Linked DNA regions of Danio rerio: region 2 is linked to region 1. Evidence: chromatin contacts called from public Hi-C data. All regions are on one chromosome and are shown on one strand. The core of a region is the stretch at or near the end of the contact, and the rest is flanking DNA. Distances in the headings are between cores, read along the strand shown. Region 1 holds the start of gse1b (Gse1 coiled-coil protein b). Region 2 overlaps gse1b (Gse1 coiled-coil protein b).

Region 1 (6,762 bases), core at 2,492-4,991:
CATTCAAATACTATACTAGTGAGCAGGGTTGGCCCTGGTTAGTACTTTGGATGGGAGACCACCTGTAAATACCAGGTGCTGTAAGCTTTTGGTTCTCCTTCATTTGTCAGCTAATACACTTCTCCATGTCCCAGCTAGTATCTACTTAAATTTTATTTCTTCTTTACTTGCATTTCTTTTTGACTTCTGTCTGTTTCAGAGCAGCAAGGGACAGCCCAGCTGCGTCGTTCTTTCCTATGTCCTCCAGAGGGCGATGGGGAGGCTTTTTCTCCCCCCTCAATAGCAACACGCAGTGAAACTTTTACTGTAAGTGCCACACGCTTCTCAACTTCAGCTATAGCTGCAGTATTTTACTGAAATAAAAGCTTTATGTATTATTTAGCACCTAATAAATACAAGAGTAATGATACAGCTGTCCTGGGCATAAAGACAGTTGTATTTACTTTTGTGATTTAAACGTCACAATAAAAAAATATATATTTTTCAGTTTTATAATTGTGTCATGTGCCCCTTCATTGTCTTAAGTCCTGTGTGTGTGTGTGTGTGTGTATATATATATATATATATATATATATATATATATATATATATATATATATATATATATATATATATATATATATATATATACACATATATATTCATTCATTCATTCATTCATTTTCTTGTCCGGGGTCGCCACAGCGGAATGAACCGCCAACTTATCCAGCACGTTTTTACGCAGCGGATCCCCTTTCAGCCGCAACCCATCTCTGGGAAACATCCACACACACACTCATACACTATGGACAATTTAGTCTACCCAATTCGCCTGTACCGCATGTCTTTGGACTGTGGGGGAAACAGGAGCACCCGGAGGAAACCCACGCGAAGGCAGGGAGAACATGCAAACTCCACACAGAAATGCCCACTGAGCCGAGATTCGAACCAGCGACCTTGCTGTGAGGCGACACACTACCTACTGCGCCACTGCCTCACCCTATATATATTACTTTATTAAGTACACCTTTCCAACTGCTTGTTAATGCAATTTTCTAGTTAGCTAGTCACATGACAGCATTTTAATGGACTTAGGCATGTAGACATGCTCAAGACTATCTGCTGCAGTTCAAATATCCAGAGACCAGCATATCAGTGGGCACAAATGCCTTGTTGATGCCAGAGGTCAGAGGACAGGGGCCAGAGTGATTCGAGCTGATAAAAAGACAACAGTACTCAAATAACCTCTCGTTACAACCAAGGTATGCAGAAGAGCTTCTCTGAACGCACAACATGTTGAACTTTGAAGGGGATTGGCTACAGCAGCAGAAGACCACACTGGGTGCCACTCCTGTCAGCTAAGAACAGGAAACTGAGGTTACAATTCACACAGGAGAATAAAATAGAAGAATAGAAAAACGTCACCTGATCTGATGAGTCTCTATTACTGCTGCGACATTTGGTAGGTATAGGGTCAAGATTTGGCATGGATCCATCCTGCCTTGAATCGATGATGGTGTGGGGGGTATTTACCAATTGACCTCGTGTCAGTGCCACAGCCATTTTTGTTGCTAACCATGTCCATTCCTTTATGACCACAGTGTACCCATCTTTTGATAGCTGATAACGCACCATTTCAAAACATAAATCTGTTTTGTTTAAATGCAACAAAAATTATTATCTACATTCACAAAGAAATTAATAAAAATATTCATTTTAAAAAGGGGCTGTACTCATTTATGCTGAGCACTGTATTCGTATTGTTTTTATTAATCATTAATCTTTTTTTCTATCTCTCTTATCTATATCCCCGATATTTAAATCTGAAGTGGATATATACAGTATGAACATATATAAAATGATTGCTAATACAATTAAACATGCTTCTTTTTAATTCTAATAGATAAAAAATATATGTAAATAGCCAAGAGCATGGAGTGACTGAAAAATCACATTATTTTATTGTAGCATTGACAATGAAACCAACATAAATCACTAGGATTGGTCTTAGTCTGGTTGTCAGCATGCTCTGAAGCTGCAAAGAATTTCATGCAACTATAAGTTAAGGCAAAATTTAGCCAAGATAACCTAAAAATCCCTTAATTTACTTTTTTATAATCCATACACACTGTACAAAAAAAAAAGTGAAATTAAATTAGAAATTAAGTGATGGGCAGGGACCCTGCTGGCCGGTACGGATCCTATGACAACATTTTTTTAAGAAGTTAAAATTATCAATGCCCATGGTGATGGGCAATAAAATAAAATGACACAGGGTACTAGTATTGAAAACATAAAGAAAGTGTGCACAGCCGCTATAAAGTCTCAGTAGTTAAAAAACAGATTTTGTAGTTGAAACCAGGGTGGACATTTCAGCAAGATGAAGATGAATGACTAAGTAAAGATCCCAAACACAGGCAAGAAAGACTATAGTCTCAGAAAAAAGAAAATAAAGCTGCTCAAATGGCCCAGCCAATCAACTGACTTGAATCCAAAAGAAAATAAGAACTAAATATCAGAGTTGATCGACGAGGCCCATAGAACCATGAGATTTGAACGGTGTTAAACTAAGAGAAAAATTCACACCAGAACAATGTATGCAACTTCATCTTGAATCATTATTTTTTTAAATAAAAGTATTAAATGAGTTTTCATAGATATGCACACATAACAAATGTTTCATATTTTTGTAAAAAAAAAATGTTCTGCTGTATGTCTGCTCGAAAGGTTGTGACATACAGAACTGCCCAAGAATCTCAGCAACTGTTTATTAGCATTGTTTATCCATATCACACATTTAATCAAAGCTTTAAAAAACTCAAGGTTACTTAGTCTCTGTCGATTACAGGACATTGTGTTTATGTAATGTAATGTAAAATGTAATGTAATGTGTATTTATATAGCGCATTTATTGTGTATGGCAATACACCCAAAGCGCTTCACAATCATGAGGGGGGGTCTCTCCACACCACCACCAGTGTGCAGCATCCACTTGGATGATGCGACGGCTGCCACAGGACAACGGCGCCAGTGCGCTCACCACACACCAGCTATTGGTGGAGTGGAGAGACAGTGATAGAGCCAATTCGGTGGAGAGGGGATGATTGGGAGGCCATGATCGTAAGGGCCGATAGAGGGTCTTTGGCCAGGACACCGGGGTTACACCCCTGCTCTTTCACGAGAAGTGCCTTGGGATTTTTAATGACCACAGAGAGTCAGGACCTCGGTTTAACGTCTCATCCGATGACGTCTCATCCGAAAGACGGATGCATTATACTGCATATTAGTGCCATTTGCAATTTGTTGAACACTGGCCTTTGAACTAGTTATTTTGTCCAAATCATGTTTAAATTTGACATCATCAACAATTATTATTGAATGTTATTATTAATTTAACAACATTATTTTGAAAAAAAAAAAAAAAAAACAGAGAGGAGAAACCTGATATAGGTGCAATGGAATTTTCTGAGTTGTACTCATTAGTGACAAACACTTTCTCTCGCACACTTTTCTCTCTCTCCCTCTCTGACTTTTTTTTCTGAAGTAAAATGTCCTCATATAATTAAACCAGTTCAGCACTGACTAATGAACAGGACCTCTCACGAATGCAGTGAAACTAATGTTGTGTGTGTGTGTGTGTGTGTGTGTGTGTGTATGTGTGTGTGTGTGTGTGTGAGAGAGTGAGAGAGAGAGAGAGAGAGAGAGAGAGAGAGAGAGAGAGAGAGAGAGAGAGAGAGAGAGAGAGAGATGGCGCTGTGTTCAGCTCACAGCCACAATGTGAGGAAAGGAAACTTCGCCAGGCAACTTCAATGAGACTTTCTGCTCTATAACAGCACACGGATTACAAAGTTAGCCATGAGGATGTGACTCCTAACGACTTCTTGGTGTGTTTTCTGGATAAATACACAATTAAAATTGTGTTATTGCGGAGCGAGTGAGTTCGCGGAAGGAGCGAGTTTTTTCCGCGGGATCAATGGCGTTACTTAAGTGAGAAACCGCAAAAAAGATAGCTTCAGGCTTTGAAATCACGCTGCTTGTGATTCTGAAGCTGTTACACATGGAACTATGAACGATTCGGAGCTCACGCTGACCTCCAATGCGCAACAGCGCATGGCTTCAGGTCTGTCTGGGGAGGAGAGCTCTCTACCCGGCAGCGTGTGCAGACCCGAGCGCAACGGGATCTTCTTCGTCCACTGTTTCATCTGTGGGAGCGGGGTGACTGCGGGGAAAGAGCTGAGCTTGCAGGTAAAATACCAGAGAGAAAAGGATGGGCCGTTTTTCCCTTTCCTGCAAGGCCAGGACCCGGCTCCAGGCGCGCCGGAGATCGGTCCGGATGGGGAAGCTCTGGTGTGCGCCGTGTGTCACTGCTTTCTGCGCGAACAGTGGAACTCATTCGAGCGCAACAGGACACCCATCGAGAAGCGCATGTACTGGCTCAAAAGACCCTACCAGTGCGATTTACGAAACATAACCTACGATCTGGAGCGGAGAATGAGCGCCGGGAATTATGACGGCAACGACTCTGACATTTCCTCGTTCTCTGATAATGACCTGTCCGAGCAGGACTTGGACTTGTCAGCGTGTATAATAAATAGTAACAGTACTACAGGTTTTCGTGGGTCTAATAAAGCATCAAGAGAAAGCAGCAGAAAGAGCGTTAAAAGCAGTCCCGAGTCAGTACGATATCCAGCCAGAGTTTACCCAAGTCAGGACATACCCCAATCAGATCGTCGCACGACTAAAATTATCAATCACACATCGAGCTCATCTGTGTCCATGGCTCTGCAGCAGTACGACTGTCGATCTGTGCGCACCCCCCTTCAGGATAACGACACCATTGCGTGTGGTAAGTGGATGAATGCATCTATTGGTGACTCTGACGCACCGGACAGCTGTGAGATCAACATCACCAGCGATGACGACAGAGAGTGCGCAGCATCATCTCACTTTGATGTACAGAGGAGCCAAACCGTCAAGAGCCATGCCAGTCTTTCTGCTGATGGATGTGCCTGTTATATTTGTGGAAGCAGTCTTTCAGCAGGAGGCCGCTTCAAAGTGTTTGTACAGAAGCAGGAGAGAGCATCCAGTGAACCCTTCTTTCCTTTTCTGTGGCTCCACACCCCTCCAGCAGGTGCTGTGCCCCTCAGCCTAGGTGGATACACTTTGGTGTGTACCACTTGCCACTCTTCCCTCATGCAGCAGTGGCAAGGGTTTGAGCTGGCAGATGTGCCTGTCCTTCAGCGACTCTATGTAGTACCTCTAAACACGAGTGCGGCAACCCCTCTTTCTCCACCTGCCATGAACGAATGTGTAGATGTGCTACCAAAAGTTCACCCGCTCCCCTCTATGCCACAGAATAATAGGGAGGCTTGCTATCTGTGTGGGCATGACTGCAGTCGAGAGGTCAGGATGGCATACACCCATGCTGGTGCAAGTAAATCCCGCAGTGCAATGTATTTTCCATTCATAAACTTGCTACCGTGCCCCCCGAATGCTCAGAGTGTGAGGAATGGAAGGGTACGCTGCTGTGTGGCGTGTCACAGCATCTTGGAAAGGATATGGGCAGAATACTGCCTCTGTCTAAGTGAGGAGCTCATAATGTCCGTCAACACTTTTCTTGAGAGATACCACCTGGCCACGGGAAGAGGAGAATCCGTGGTATCCCCCTCCAAAAGACCCCTGTTGCCCCCATCTCAGACTTCCACAACAACCGCAAGCCACACCTCCATATGTTACTTGTGTGGGGAGGAGCTCTCTGGAGCAACAGAGTATCAGCTTCACGTTAACCCTCCAGGGCGTTGTGGAGAACGGGAGCCCTTTTTCCCATTTCTCACAGTCCACCCTCCCGCTCCCCGTGCCCGCCCTGCTGATGCCACGGGCCTAGTGTCTGCCTGTGCACTGTGTTACCATGACCTTATGGGCCAGTGGTCCCAACATGAGAGTCAAGGCTCAGGATCAGGCCCGTCCAGCAGCCCCTGGGCACGCCAGTATAACTGCAACACTTTCATCTGCTTCTTCTGCAGGAAAGAGAAGAAGAGACCTCTTGGGCTGAAAGCGGTGTGTGTTGATCGCTTGCCTGTGTTTCTCTATGCTCCAAGAGTCAGCCAGACCCTGGTAATTGACAATGGCAAGCAGTTAACAATTGGCTCCTGTGTGGAATGTAAGTCCATGGTTCTGGCTGGACAGAACATGAAGCCGGTCAGTGGAATTGCACAACACAAGGTAAGAAAGTTGCGGGTCACATTACTTTTCACCATAACAGTCCAGTTGGTTATACTATAAGTAATCATTCACCACTACAACAGTTTCAAATTGTTTCTTTATTTTGTGTTAATTTATTTCTTCATTTTTTTGAAACTATTACATGGTCTTTTCGAGTCTCTTGGGGCCTCTGTTAGCACGGTTTATTAGGCAGCTTTGGCTGGAGCTGTTTCTGGGCCAGCATGCAAAAGTTCATCTGATGCACTGATGAGTGAGTGAGCCAAGTGTTGAAACTGAAGTTTTATGGCACGCTGCTGTTCTTTCTAGTGAGTGGGATGGCCATCGCAGGCAGGGGGTAGATAAAGTATGGAGCCTGTCGCATTAAAAAAATAAACATTTCGCAGACAGTCTAGGAGTTGTAAGCTCTCTTTAATAACATTCTTCCAGAGGCCAACTCAAGCTTTTGTTGGTCTCTTGGTGTGAGTGTGTAAATATTGTATGCATGTTTGTGTTTCAGAGAGACAGAGCAGGCTGTTTTGAGGATGTTAAAAGCACGTATTGTTAACGGTTAGTTAAAAGGGA
Region 2 (6,582 bases), core at 3,053-5,552, 270 kb after region 1:
AAATGAGAACTCATGTGGTCAAGAGTTTATAAATATATACACCAGGTGAAACAAAAGTGGGTCCTGGTTGACTATTTATCATCGGATCTCTGATAATTGTATGTTAATAACAGGAAGAAGCAGGGAACTTGATTAAGTGTGTTTAATTGAACTAAACTCTGGAGGGAGGTGCCTTAAATATCAAATTAGAAATTGCACGTCATAGGAGGCGGAGTTCCACAACACACCCATCGATTTTGTAATCGTCATGAACCAATAGATGTCTATTATCCAATTCGAATTGCACAAAATGTATGCTTTGGTGAGCTGTTTCAAACTGTTGAGCAAACTCAAAAGATCTTTGTTTCAGACAGATTTTGTTTGAAATGACATCATTTCATTTTCAATTTCATTTGAAGTATACCAGGGCCTTTACAGGAACAGGATTACCAGTACGGTGAAAATAAGTAAATAAATGAACACAAGTTACAACTTGTTTACACCATATTATGGATGATAATACTAAATTGGATACACTAAAATGCAAGCCGATGAGCATTCTTAAGTAGAAATGTTGCTTAGGATGTTTTACACCTCCAGTCTTGCAGTTTTTTTTGATAACCGCAAGCTACTTTCAGTATACTTCTTACAGACTTCCTCTTTTTTTTTTGTCTGCGTTTGTTTTGTGATGAGTCTGAACAGATCTCTACAGTAAGCGCAGGGATTTTATCAGATCCCAGATGTTTTTCTTTCACTCATCCAATCATTAAACACTGTTTAATGTATAGCATACCCAATAAAACAAACTAGAGGCGTAACTGTGTTTACTTCATTAACAACAGTCTTTTTCCTAAATGTATGTGAGTTAACATGAGAGTGAGGGTTTTACATGCGAAAGCTCTTTTAAATAGGTACGCTTTTAGTGTCACACTATCCTTACTCACCAGAATGTGAGATAGCGCCCTCTGAAGGTTATGGACTCATGTTTATTTTCTAATTTTGCATGGCTGTACTAAACCACATAGCGTAGGTATGAATAGAAAGCAACTAAGTGAGCACTTCCTGTGTAAGCTGTAGCTCCAAGGCAGTCACACAACAGACCACATGCGCACACAAGCAACCGTCAGTTACATATCGTTCAATCTTGTCACGACCTCAGCTCAGGGAGAAAGCTTACTGCTCTGATTTGCCTATCCACCCTAGTCAAACACAGCCCTGGCTCTGCATATGCAAATGCTCTGGCATGCTGGGTAATGTGCAGGACGGGCGGTGACGGGCGTCCCCGGCTCACAGCTGTTATCTGATGTTATCTTTGACACCAGATCGGCCTCGACATGTTGCAGCATTCAGCGTCCACGACCTGGAAACCAGACCTTTCAACTGTCAGCACCTTCGTATCAGACTCCGCAGCGCTGTGTGCCACCAAAACATGCAAGAGAAATTGTGTTCCCAATGGCAAATTGGATAGGCTTTCAATTAAAATAGACAGAAGCCTATAGCTTAATAAAATACAATTAGACCATATTTAACTTTACAGTTTGATAGAATATTACACTAGAAATAATGTGGAGTGGGACTTGATTGAGTCATGCATGTCAGGCCGTGAGTTTATTTTGTTAATATTTCTGTTTTTCTTTAGCCATGCCACCTTCATTACTTCTGCAGAAAGGAAAAGTCATTTCAGAGGCTGATAAAGGATATATTGCGTCTTTATAAAGGATTACTTAACATTTAATGGGGCTGGCCGAATTAAGCAAAATGAAAGTCAACATGTTTTACATGGTTTATTTATGTATTTTTCTATGATGCACTTCACTTATCGTAATGTGTATGTATTCGCACATGGAGGACTCTGTTACTTTTTTCCTTCACGAATCAGACATGTTGTTTCAGCCAAACTGGGTTTTAAAGTGGATTTAAAATGCAAAGTCTAAAAAAGTTCAATAATTAAATAACCCTTAATTTTGATAATAGATCAATCTAAAAGTCAAAAAACAAGTAAGGACTCAGAAAGCTTCACCAGATGACTTAAGATCTCTATTTGGAAAGAATTTATAATTTTAGATAAATTGGAATAATTCTGCAATGGTAATGCATAAATCTTTAACATTTTTGGGATCCATACATTTTTCTTGTTGTCTGTGCTATTTGCAGTGCATTTCTTTATTTGCATGTGTTGTTGCACGTGTTTAGAGATTTATGAAGTAATGTTTACTCTATGCACCTCATAAAATCCATCTATAAACTTTTTAGATGTCCCCCAACACATTTTCATTGAAATCTGTGCTATTTGCTGTGCATTTCTGTATTTGCATGTGTTGTGAGTATTTTCATGCATAACAATCTATAAATACAATCTATAAATTAATACATATGAAATAAAGTGTTTTATCATTTCCCTAACAGTATTTAAGTAAACTAACTGATAAAAATCAAAAAAATTCAACATAATTAAAAACAGTAATTTTCTTTAATACCTGACAGCTTTTAAAATCATTATACATTCCCCTGGCATCAAAACCACATGCAAATGATAATTTATAATACAAACTCAACATTGCATATATTCTGTGATACGATTTTGTGAATGATCACATTGCCATATCGATGCTGAAACCACATATTGAGCAGCTCTAATATAAAGAGATTTTATTAGATATTTAGAACTAAACAGATTTTTTGTCCTGAGGTATCAGATTTTCTTGTTGGAAATAATTGTTGAAGCTTTTAATACGGGACATACAGTAGTATCACGGTATTGACCTAATCTGCAATAAAGCCTAATTTATAACCAAAATCACTGTTTGTTGCTGTATATACTGTATTGCTTAAGTGTCTAGATGTTCAGATAAAGTGCAATTTAGATAACACTTGAACACAATGAAGTCTCATTAGTAAGCGTTACTTAATGCATTAAAATCAGTAGCGATAAATAGAAATATAGTTATTTGTTAAAGTACAACTGAATTTTATTACTTACTAACTCCATTTAATTAATTGATCATAACTAGGGCCAAATGGAATCTGCTGACGGTTTTTGCTATTTCTGAAGAGAATTTTAGTAAAAATCTGCGGATTTCTGAGAAATAATTTTGGGAGTATCGTTACAAGGCTGTCTAAAGCACAAGCAGTTTTGCTTTCTCGCATACGCTCATCGCACGTCTATTTTTTAAATAACTTTTCGAGCTCATGATAATAACGTGCGCAAGATAATTGATGGACGTCTGACATCTGATTCTATCAGAAGCGTAAAGCTTGAAAAAACAAAGGAGAAGCTTGAAAATGATTCTTTCAGCAAGCTAAATCACGATCAAACTGCCATATTTAACTATTATCATCACCTTATGGACTTTTATGAACTCAGAATGATGGAATTACTATCTAACAAGAGGTTACATGTGCTGGTGAAGATTAAAGATACGGATGAGAGGTTTGCACTGACTGTGGGTGAGGGCTATATGTTGTGTGTTGTTTTTAAACCCAAATAAGGACTAAATGTATGCTGTGTGTAGTTTTTTCTCTAATTGGTAACATATCGGAGAGTGTAAGGGTCTGTATGTGTTCATATATTTTGCAATTATTTATTTTACATAATTAACATTGATCTGCAGTTATAATCAAATCATGTTCATATAAAAGTTAGTAATGAGCATTTATACACAAGTATTTATGTGCATTCAGCATCTGTTTTTGTGAGAAGTGTTTGTCCAACTATATGTGAACGACCCGTATAGCTTTACTTTGACAGTTCCTCAAGTGAGAATGACATTGACTGAAACTTTCTGTCTTACACTATGCTCACCAAAAGTGTACCATTGGTACTCTTTTTTTCCATTGGAAACGCTAGCTTGATTAAGGCGACCCGTACTGTACCACTCAGTGGAAACGGGCCATTACTGTACAGAGTTAATGAACAAAATGCCTTTAAATATTTACAGAATTTTCAATGCCGTAGGCCAGGTTAACATGCAAAAATGTTAGTTTGAATGTAATATTAACTATGAAGTCTTCATCGTAGTGATAAAGCAACAAATACTGCAGTGATAAAGCAACAATCTGAATATTCCTAAAAGACATCAATTAAATGAAGTAATTATTCACAGTGTTTTGAATTGCTCATGATATGAATATTATCAGGATTGTTGAATATAATCGCCATATGTCTAGTCCTATGTTTTTTGGAGGGGATCCGGATGAGTGCATTTTGGCCCCAGATGCAAGCGTTGAGAACACCACAGCAGTGTGTGAAAGTAGCTTCTGTAATCCCTGTGGTGGCGATAAGACACGGCTAAACAAACGCAGTGCAAGCAGCGCTGAAGCCAGAGATAAGACACACACACGCTCGCCCAGACCTTGTCTTATCACCCTGCAGTTCATACAGCATAGTGCTCACATTGTGTGTGTTCTGTCCAGGTCTGCGGCCGTTTTGTCACAGTGTGTAAGTGTGTCGGAGGTTCTTGAGTGTCGTGTGGTGGGGTGAAGCAGCAGGGCAGTTTAACGTCACAGTATCACTTACAGCTCAGTCCCCATAATCGCCACACTGGTCGACTGTCCTCAGCTGACAGGAAACCCTTAGGGGCTGCAACAGAGGTGGCCCAAAATCCTCCACACCAACACAATACATAAAAAGGCAGCATTCTTCACTCCCCACAGTGCTCACACACTGTTGTTCTGCTAGTGCTGTCTTCAATAGTCTCTGCGCATGACACACACACACACACACACACACACAGGAGAAAGGCTTCATTATGAACCACCTGGAAGTGCCACAGCCAGCTGCCAGATCAGCTGAATGTCATATGGTGTGTGTGTGTGTGTGTGTGTGTGTGTGTGTGTGTGTGTGTGTGTGTGCGCGCATGTGTGTAAGTGTGTGTGCGTGTAAAGCTGAAGTCGCTCATGTATTTCTCTATCCAGCAGTTTTAGCAGTGTAGAAAGCACACGTGACTTTAAAGAACTGTCACATTAAAGGAGACCTATTATGATCCTTTTTACAAAATGTAAAATAAGTCTCTAATGTCCCTAGAGTGTTTATGTGAAGTTTCAGCTCAAAATACCCCACAAATACTGTTTTTTAACTCTTTGAAACTGCCTACTTGAGTCAAATTTTGCCGTTTTTAGGACTGTCACTTTATATTTAATTTTAAGCTCCCAGTCTTCTTTTAAAAATGATCTTCGACAGGAATTATTTGAAAACACAAAGAATGGATGGCTGCTTCACACTCAGGGATGTTTATGCTAATGAGACAGAAAGATTGTCACTAATGAATGGGAATTTCCGCCTCCGATGACACGCACAAAGGAAGAATGTTAATCAAAGTGTTGTCCTGATTGTTTTTATCCAGTGTGATTATAAAAAATAGAATTAATATATTTTCACCATTAGAGGCTGGGTATATTCACAAACACTTGCCACACAACTGTGTTTGTGTTCAACCCTTATAAAAGTGATTTTTACATAAAAGGTCTCATTTAAGCTTAAATCTCTTAGGTCATGTGTCCACCACACTTTTAGCTAGCTGAAAATGTTAGCACTTTTTGGAAAAGCCTAGCTGTACATATTTGAAAACATGCAACTTTGCATTCCTGGATAAAAACAAATGCAAGTTCTACTTGCCAAGTTGAGGACCAAGGAGGTAGTCTAACAATCGAACCTAAAGGCTGATTTGAATCGTGTTTTAAATACAAGCAACGGCACCTGATAGAAGGAATATTCTCCATATTACCAGGAGTTCAACCAACACCTGGAATTTATATATTGGAAACAGCTTCTATTTCTTGCAGCTGAACGACAGAAAACTGACAATGATGACATCAGGTACACCTCATGTGCTTTATTCAGTGTTAAATGCTAACAATATGAGTTTGAATGGCATTTTACATGACATTTATTGCTATACTACAGAAAGCAGCAGCAGATAGTTCACCTCAGATCTTGAAAATAAAATAAACTTATTAGAATTGACCTTTAGAACTGTGACTCAAAACCAACCCATATCAGCTATTAAAGAGGTTTAATTTGTATTATTAGATTATAAACCTTACCATTTTGTGAGGCTGTATTTTTAATGTGTTTCGTCTGGTGCAAACAGCCAAATTGCTTATCACTGCCAATCATATCACGTAGCGTGTTGTTATGACACGGTGTTACAATGTAACCTGCTCACCTTATGTTTACATTCATAATATTTATATTATTTGTTAATTTATAACCTCATGTGCAACTCTGAATCTGCGTCTCGTTTCGGAGTTTGCTACCATCCTCCAGAGCTCACATTTTGGTCACAGACACATGCTTTAAGAGAAATATGCATTTTTCCAACAAGGCAACCCGGGATGCTGAAATATAATTGGCTAAACTGGCATTGAGCGGGTTAAAAGAACCTGCACAGAATGCCCATTTTCAAAGCAGAATAACTGACTTCAGCATTGTTTTTCAGATAAACAAGAATGTTCACTCGGCGTGTCTCTTAAGTATATGCAAACATTTTATGGTATTTTTATGCTTTAGAAGAGTCAAACACTTACATATAGCACCTTTAAGATCAAATGCTTCGCCTATTATGATACTGTACTACTGGTATTTGTCCCATCATCCTTATCCTC

Evidence for each region. A called contact is a pair of places that touch in the nucleus more often than the background predicts.
Region 2: a contact with region 1 is called in a Hi-C map of hematopoietic stem cells, with 2.3 times the contacts expected there. The contact joins the enhancer-like site here to the promoter of gse1b in region 1. A contact is called at or near these places in 2 of 18 Hi-C or Micro-C datasets (hematopoietic stem cells and an unstated tissue) and 1 of 4 datasets of contacts at active chromatin or transcription factors (caudal fin).

What each region holds. Positions count from the first base shown.
Region 1 is chr18:31,708,434-31,715,195 of GRCz12tu, forward strand. It overlaps gse1b (Gse1 coiled-coil protein b), which reads left to right and starts at 3,742. Exons shown (of 17, transcript NM_001430859.1): 1 at 3,742-6,201. The coding sequence starts at 4,045.
Region 2 is chr18:31,981,144-31,987,725 of GRCz12tu, forward strand. The region is part of intron 2 of gse1b (Gse1 coiled-coil protein b); the gene reads left to right. Among named protein-coding and RNA genes, the nearest start is that of gins2, 70 kb to the right of the region's middle. Within about 2 kb of position 4,303, at least 40 of the 62 cell types and tissues checked have an H3K27ac peak or open chromatin away from gene starts, as enhancers often do. A contact at or near this core is called in hematopoietic stem cells, where this site is marked.